2 separate regions of the Mus musculus genome follow, and region 1 is linked to region 2. Evidence: chromatin contacts called from public HiChIP or PLAC-seq data. All regions are on one chromosome and are shown on one strand. Each heading gives the region's core, a stretch centred on a gene start, on an enhancer-like site or on the middle of the called end of the contact. The rest is flanking DNA. Distances are from core to core; before and after follow the strand shown. Region 1 holds the start of Dbr1 (debranching RNA lariats 1). Region 2 overlaps Gm1123 (predicted gene 1123).

The links. HiChIP or PLAC-seq counts read pairs in DNA pulled down with a chosen protein or histone mark.
Region 1: a contact with region 2 is called in an H3K4me3 HiChIP or PLAC-seq map of bone marrow-derived macrophages, with 3 times the contacts expected there. The contact joins the promoter of Dbr1 here to the enhancer-like site in region 2. A contact is called at or near these places in 9 of 39 promoter capture datasets (the 3T3-L1 cell line, the C10 cell line, the HPC-7 cell line and 5 more), 6 of 484 Hi-C or Micro-C datasets (CD4 T cells, the HPC-7 cell line, Th1 cells and 3 more), 9 of 115 datasets of contacts at active chromatin or transcription factors (CD8 T cells, the SCID.adh cell line, T-cell acute lymphoblastic leukemia and 6 more) and 1 of 9 other capture datasets (adipose tissue).

What each region holds. Positions count from the first base shown.
Region 1 is chr9:99,574,153-99,577,612 of GRCm38.p6, reverse strand. Dbr1 (debranching RNA lariats 1) reads right to left here and starts at 1,814. Exons shown (of 8, transcript NM_031403.3): 1 at 1,488-1,814; 2 at 913-1,037. The coding sequence starts at 1,684.
Region 2 is chr9:99,007,031-99,010,535 of GRCm38.p6, reverse strand. Gm1123 (predicted gene 1123) reads left to right here. Exons shown (of 8, transcript NM_001080776.1): 7 at 1,105-1,309; 8 at 3,470-3,505. The coding sequence ends at 3,474. Among named protein-coding and RNA genes, the nearest start is that of Faim, 22 kb to the right of the region's middle. Within about 2 kb of position 1,260, at least 55 of the 459 cell types and tissues checked have an H3K27ac peak or open chromatin away from gene starts, as enhancers often do. A contact at or near this core is called in CD8 T cells, Th1 cells, adipose tissue and 5 more, where this site is marked.

The sequences.
Region 1 (3,460 bases), core at 565-3,064, 570 kb before region 2:
ATGCTACAGGGCAATCAACCTCACTGCCTACAACACACAAACCATAGAGGAAACAGAAAACAGAAACAAGGGAAGGAAGGATAAAGAGTCTAAGAGGCAGAGCCCTGAACACCAAATATTTGGATCCTACCTGAGCAAGTCATTTGTAGATCCGGTAACTGAGACATGCAGAGAAATGCGTATGGACAAGGCACGAGAGAAGGACTAACTCACTATAGTTAGGTATAAAATGGCACCAGAACTACGTGTGTCTAAAAAAAATCTATCACTCGAAAGTCATGTACTTAGGGGCTGGAGAGATGGCTCAGAGCACTGGATGCTTTTCCACAGGTCCCGAGTTCAATTCCCAGCACCACATGGTGGCTTCTAACCATCTATAATGGGATCTGGTGCTCTGTAGGCACATATGCACTCAGAACACTGTATACACGGTAGATAAATAAATACATCTTGGGGTAGGGGGAGTCATGTACTTAAAAATCCACAAATGAAATAACCCAGTGGTTAGGATTTGCTTTAAGGCATCCCAGCCATCTCCCTCAGGAAAAGTTTAAACAATACTGGATATTTAAATATGGGAGTAGAACAAAGTAATAGGAGTTGAGGTTAACAAGTAAAGAAATTTATTAAACTACTCGGTATTTTTATGTATGTTTAGCATTTTCCATTATAAAGTTTAATGCAATAAGAAAAAAGCAAAGAGACTACAAAAAAAAAAACTTGTCATCATATTAGCTATTATTTAAACCTCTAGAAGAAAATGGATGTATGTTCATGACTGGCCATTTAATAACTATTTTAACTCAATTCTCATGATTATTTAAGTTAATGGCATTCACCACATGTCTTCTAGAAGCTGCCCAGCTGGTACAGATTCTGACAAGACCAAAAAAAGTGCACATAAACACATACCTAAATAATAAATATTCGGCGCTACCCAGCCACCATAGGGTAACTCTTGCAAATGGTTTGAGGCTTCATGGTTTCCTCCAATGAAGATGGTGAGAACCGGGGCCTTTTTCTCTCCAGAGTAATATCTACAACATAACGGTAATAAAGCTGTCAGGAACCAAACTAAACACAAAAAAGCAAGAGGTCAGAAGGAAAAGGCCGAGCTCAAAAACGATCAAACGGTCCCCACTATCTTCCCATCCCTGCCCTTAAGAATAAATTAAATCTTGAGTGTCGAGCACACATTCATTGAGATCAAGAACTTTGTGAAGTGCAAGTCTGGGCTTCTAGAACCCAGACTAGCACACAGCAGGTCACGGGAAAACCAGATCATTAAATCAACTAACCATCGTGTTCTAGCAAATCCAAAGTATCTAAACCTGCTGGTGTCACCCCGGGTCCCTGGGAAGAAGAGCCAGGTGTGTACAGAGAGGAGGAGGCCAGGGCCATTTCCTAAGCTCCGGGTCCAACAGACATCGCGATCTGCGGCAGCAGGACCTGGAACCCCACGCGAGGACCGGCCGCGCGCCCCTCACCTGTAGAAGGTCTGCATGTGACGGTACTTGGGCGGCACGGCCATGCAGCGCAGGTCGGCCTCGTTGCGCACCGCCTGGAAGTCGCCGCAGCACAGAAGGAGATCCACGGGTCCCGAGCCGCGCCGCTCCGCCAGCGCCAGAGTCTCGTAGATCTTGTCCAGCTCGCCGTGGCAGCAGCCGGCCACGGCCACCCTCATCGTGACGTTGGGCCGCGGAACTCAACAGCAACACCCCGGAGCACCTGCAGCCCGGGTCGCACAGCAAAGAACACCAGGCAGCCGGCCCACCCGGCTCCCGCCAACACCAACCGAGCCGCGGCTGAGTTTCGAGTCCTTTATGTAACTTCCGGCTTCCAAGTCTCGCGAGAGAGGGAACGGGAAGGGCCCGGTCAAGCCGGAGGGGGGAAACTTTGAACTTGTTTAATGGAGACCCTGTCTGTCTTCGTGATCCCTTGCGTGCTAGCAATCTAGTGGGTTACATTGTTTAAAACTAGAAAAAGAAATAAAATCTCCAAGAATAGGGATTGAATTTAGTAAAATCAAGGTAAGCAGCCGGGCGTGGTGGCGCACGCCTTTAATCCCAGCACTTGGGAGGCAGAGGCAGGCGGATTTCTGAGTTCGAGGCCTTCCTGGTCTACAAAGTGAGTTCCAGGACAGCCAAGGCTACAGAGAAACTCTGTCTCGAAAAACCAAAAAAAAAAAATCAAGGTAAGCAAGTGAGCAGGAGCGATTGAGCAATTAATTCCCTAGAGCAAATCTCTCCCTGGCAACGATGATTGCCTTAAAAATGAATTAGAAAGTAAAAAGAGGTTTTAATGATGACATTAAAATTTAAATGCAACGTTGAAGCTTACTGATTATTTTAAAACTATACACCAACCCTCCCGGGGGGAATTTCTAAAATTATTTTTGACTAAGGGGAATGGGTATTTTCCTACCAAATTGTTTGCCTAACTGTAACGCAAGATGAATGAAAGGTTAAATATCTCGAAAACTTCTGGAGAGAAAAGGTGGCGACTAATCAAGGAAGAATGAATGGCAAAGAAGAAAGCCAGTAAAGGAAATCTAATCAAGGGCATACAGTTGTAGCGCCACGAAAGTGTTAGCGATCCCCCAAAACCAGGCAGGAGCCCATCTGATGTAACTCATAGCACGGTCTTTATTCTATCCCAGCTCGCTGTGGCTCGCCACCAACACACAGCACAGTTTTTGGTGTACCCCGAATGTCAGTGGGGACAAGACTTTATAGAAAGCTACAAGCAGAGGGTGGGATGTGGTAGTGGTGGTAGTTAAGCATCTAATTCGAGAGCTACCATGGCCTTTAACACAATTGGCTGGTGCTGGGAGTCATATCATAAACTTAATTTCTGCTTCCCTCTGCATTAGTGGTCGTTAGGCAGGGGGTGGCCTCGTAACCTGGGGGTGCAGATATGTTGGGGTAATAACCTGGGGACGCTGGTCTTGTTGAGGGGTAACTTGGAAACTAGTGTTATGTTGGTTAGTTTGTCTGAGTTCAAACTTTGGCCAGGTTCTCTAAAATGGAGTCTGAACTTACAAGATTTGGCCTCTCAACAGAGAAGTATACATTTAAACAACTGAAAAATTTAATCAGTTAAATACAATCTAGGCTGGGGGCGTGGCAGGGGGAGGGAGGGGATGGTGGCTCTGCCTTTAATCCTTGTATTCCAGAAATAAGCAAGCAGATCCCTGGCCAGTGTGGTCAGCATGGTCTATAAAGTGAATTAAGACAGCTGGGGCTAGCCGGGCGTGGTGGTGCTCGCCTTTAATCCCATTACTCGGGAGTTTGAGGCCAGCCTGGTCTACAAAGTGAGTTCCAGGACAGCCAGGGCTACACAGAGAAATCCTGTCTCGAAAAACAAAACAAACAAAAAAATTTGACAGCTGGGACTGATGCATGGAGAAGCCCTGTCCCATAAAACCAAGAAAGAAAAAAGAAAAAGAAAGAAAGACAAA
Region 2 (3,505 bases), core at 11-2,510:
GTACAGGACTATGGTATTTAATTATGTTAGAAGTTATTTAATCACACTGAAACCTGGCTGTCCATTCATAATGGGAGTATGGAGGCCAAAGGTTTGGCTCAGCACTTAAGAGCACGGGGCTGCTTTCCCAGAGGACCCAGCGGTATGGCTTCTCTCAACTGTCTGTCACTCCGACTCCTGGTGGCCCGGCACTCTTCCCGGCCGGCCCCCGAGTGCTGGGGTTATAGGTGAACGCCACCACACCTGAGCCAGCCTAAATATGATTTAAAACAATAATAAAAACAACAAAGCTTTAAAATAGTAATAATAATAGAGGTACAGGGACTGCATCCCAGGTCCACATGGACCCAGTTCTAGCTCATCATTCTGTGTTTTTATTAGTGTGGGTTTTTGTATAACAACTCCCTCCCTCCCTCCCTCCCTCTCTCCCTCCCTCCCTCCCTCCCTCCCTCTGTATATAATGAAGTATGTGTGGGGCAGATGTGTGTGTATGCGCAGCGTATGTGTGTGGGCATGCCTTTATCTGTGGAAACTGAAGGATGAGGTTAGGTGTCACCCGCCCTCTTTCTCCATCATGTGTTTTGAAATATGGTCTCTCACTGAAACTGGGGCTCACTGATGGCTAGACTGAGTGGCCAGCAAGTGCCTGGGGTTGCCCGCCCTCCAACCCCTTATTCTAGTGGTGGGCTTCATGTCTGTGAAATCATGTCTGCCTCTTCCATTGGCTCTCAGGGCCCTAACTCGGGTCTCTGTCATCTGAGCCAGCTCACCAGCTCTCTTTACTTTCTCTTTCATTTCTATTTCTTAAAAAAAAAAAAAAAAGTTTTATGGTAACATGGTATATGCATAGCATTACTGAAAGTTTTTTTTTAGATTTATTTTTTATTACATTTGAGTCTCTTGAACTGCATGCGTGTCTAGTGTCTGTGGAGGTCAGAGGGGATATTAAATCCCATGGAATCTGAAAGTTACGCTGTGAACTGCTTTGTGGGTGTTGCAACCTGATCTTGGGTCCCCTGATGAGAGCTACATGCTTCTAACCACAGAGCCACTTCTTCAGCCCACGTTTGTTTATGTTCTCTTTCTGCTTCTTTTAAATTTTAGTTTATTGTATATTTAGCAGACAAGATTTACGACAACTTCTATCAAGATATGAAAGGACGTGTGCAATTTACAAGTAATGACATCAGGTCTGGTGAGGCATCTATAAATATAACTGATGCTCGGCTCTCTGACGCTGGCACCTATCAGTGTGGAGTGTCCCATGCCTTTGGTACTGCCAAGGGGACCATTCAGCTGACAGTTGTTGGTAAGTTACTGTAGTGGGTAGAGAGTGCGCCTTCTCAGTAACAGGGTGAAATGTCACAGTGCTGAAGTCACAGAACTTACATAAAACAAACGGTGTTTTACAGTAATAATGGGATCTGTTCATTTTCACTGCGCTAGGAGTAAAACCTGGGCCTCATGCTTGCTAGGAAAGAGCTCTGTCCCTAGTCCTAGCATTATGTCACCTTCTGAAGTATTTCTAAGGTCCTCACATAGCTTAAAACGTAAAGCTATCACATGCATTTAGATCAGAGAAAAACAGGAAGTGACTAACTTCTTTGCAAAGTTCATGATGATTTTCAATATAAATGAAATTGTATTGTGTGAGAAAGAACCCGAGCTGCACCGTGCACTGCGGCTGTCGTCCTTGTCTTCTGACTTGCCCTGAGAATTAAATCGATTTCATCGCCCCAGTCTACTCTGTGGGTACCGAAACAGAGAGTATAAAAAGCTTTCACCGTGGCCACGCCTGTCGGAGTCATCCCTCCGGAGATGTGAGGGAGCGCTCTGAGCTTGCGTTTTCATGGATCGAGACAAATGTGGTCTCTGTGGTGAAGAGCTGGGTGTTTAGAATACTGGGGCTGGAACAGAGGACGAAAACCGACGGGTCGGAGAAGCCAGTGGGTATCAGGCAGTGATGTTACAGCCCTCGTGTCGCTGTTTTCATTTTTAAAATGGAGGATGGGGTGGGCTGGGAAGTGCACAGCTCTCGCTGATGGCCAGGAGGACAATAGGACTGCTTTATGATCGTCAGGCTGCAAAGTTTCCTCTCTGTGGACCAGTGCCCAAGTTCAGAAATCGGAAAGGTGACAGCTCGAAGTACACTGGACCTTCTTCCTGTAGCTAACTTGATGCAGGCGGATGGTGACAAGTGCTCTGTTATGTCAGTTTTAAGATCCCTTTTTTGAGACCTAGGGTCTCATGATTTGGAAGATTGTTGAGGACACGTGTTTAGTAGGAATTTCTGATTGGTACAACCCTAGATGTAGACAATCAGGGCCCCTCCCATATCCGCAGGCCTACTATGGCACCTCCCACATACACAGGCCAATGTTCCCTGTTCCTTTTTGGATGAACCTTATTTTATGGATTCATCCAGGGGAGAGGTGAAGAAGAGTCCCACGTGGAACTCGAGAGTTTTCTGAATGCTGTACCCCTCTAGAGCAGGAGTGTCTGCACAGAGCTAGGTAGGAGAAAGCACACTGTGCTGGTCACAGGCAGTATGGCGGTGGGAGGTTGGGGGAGGAGGGTTATGGTGTCTTCTGCGAGCAGCAGCAATGAGTGCAGACTCTAGTCAAAGGTACTCTGTCTGGCCTGAGTGCTGCCAGGTAAAAATATCTCCTACAGTGTGGAATAAGTGAGCAGAATGAGCGACCATAGTTCTCAGTCTCACTGCTCCAAGCACTTCTTGGCACTCCTCAGTACATTTAGTGCCATTTCTCTTATCAGTTTCTACTTCATGTGTTTACTTATGCATATATGTGTGTATGTATTCTTATTACAGTTGTGTGTGCTCAAGTACCATGGCATATGCTGGAGGTCATAAAAGAACAGATAGTTGATTTGTCCTTCCATTTGTGTCCCAGGGATCAAATTCAGGGTGTATTGATGGTCAACAAATGCTTTATCCACTGAGCCATCTCAGCGGTCCCATTTGTGTTTTCTAATAAGGACAGTGTACATTCTTTAAATTATTTCAAGATTTGTTTTGTGTGTTTCCCTGCATGTATGTGTGTCTGCACCACAGGCATGTCAGATGCTCTCAGAGGTCAGGAGAGGGTGCCAAGCGCCCTGCAACTAGCATTAAGGTTGAGCCTTCATATGGACACTGGGACTCAAACCTGGGTCCTCTCTGGGGTAATAAGTGTTTTTAATCACTGAGAGATCTCTCAAGCCCCAAGGGTCGTATACACTCTTAACTGTGCTATTGATATATTTTTAAGGGTCTCATTTTGTAGCCCTCGCTGATCTTGAACTTAGGCTCCCTCTGCCTTTCCTCCTAAATGTTTGGATTAGGTGTTTGTATTTGTAAGTGGTTTGCATTGTTGAGGCTTTAAAATATATTTCTAATTTCATTAGCATATGTAAATTTTGCACTACTATACACAGTTGCTTTTCCTAAGCAGATGCCTTTTTTTTTCAGGCTGATCATCTGCCCCAGAGGTTACATCAATTGAAC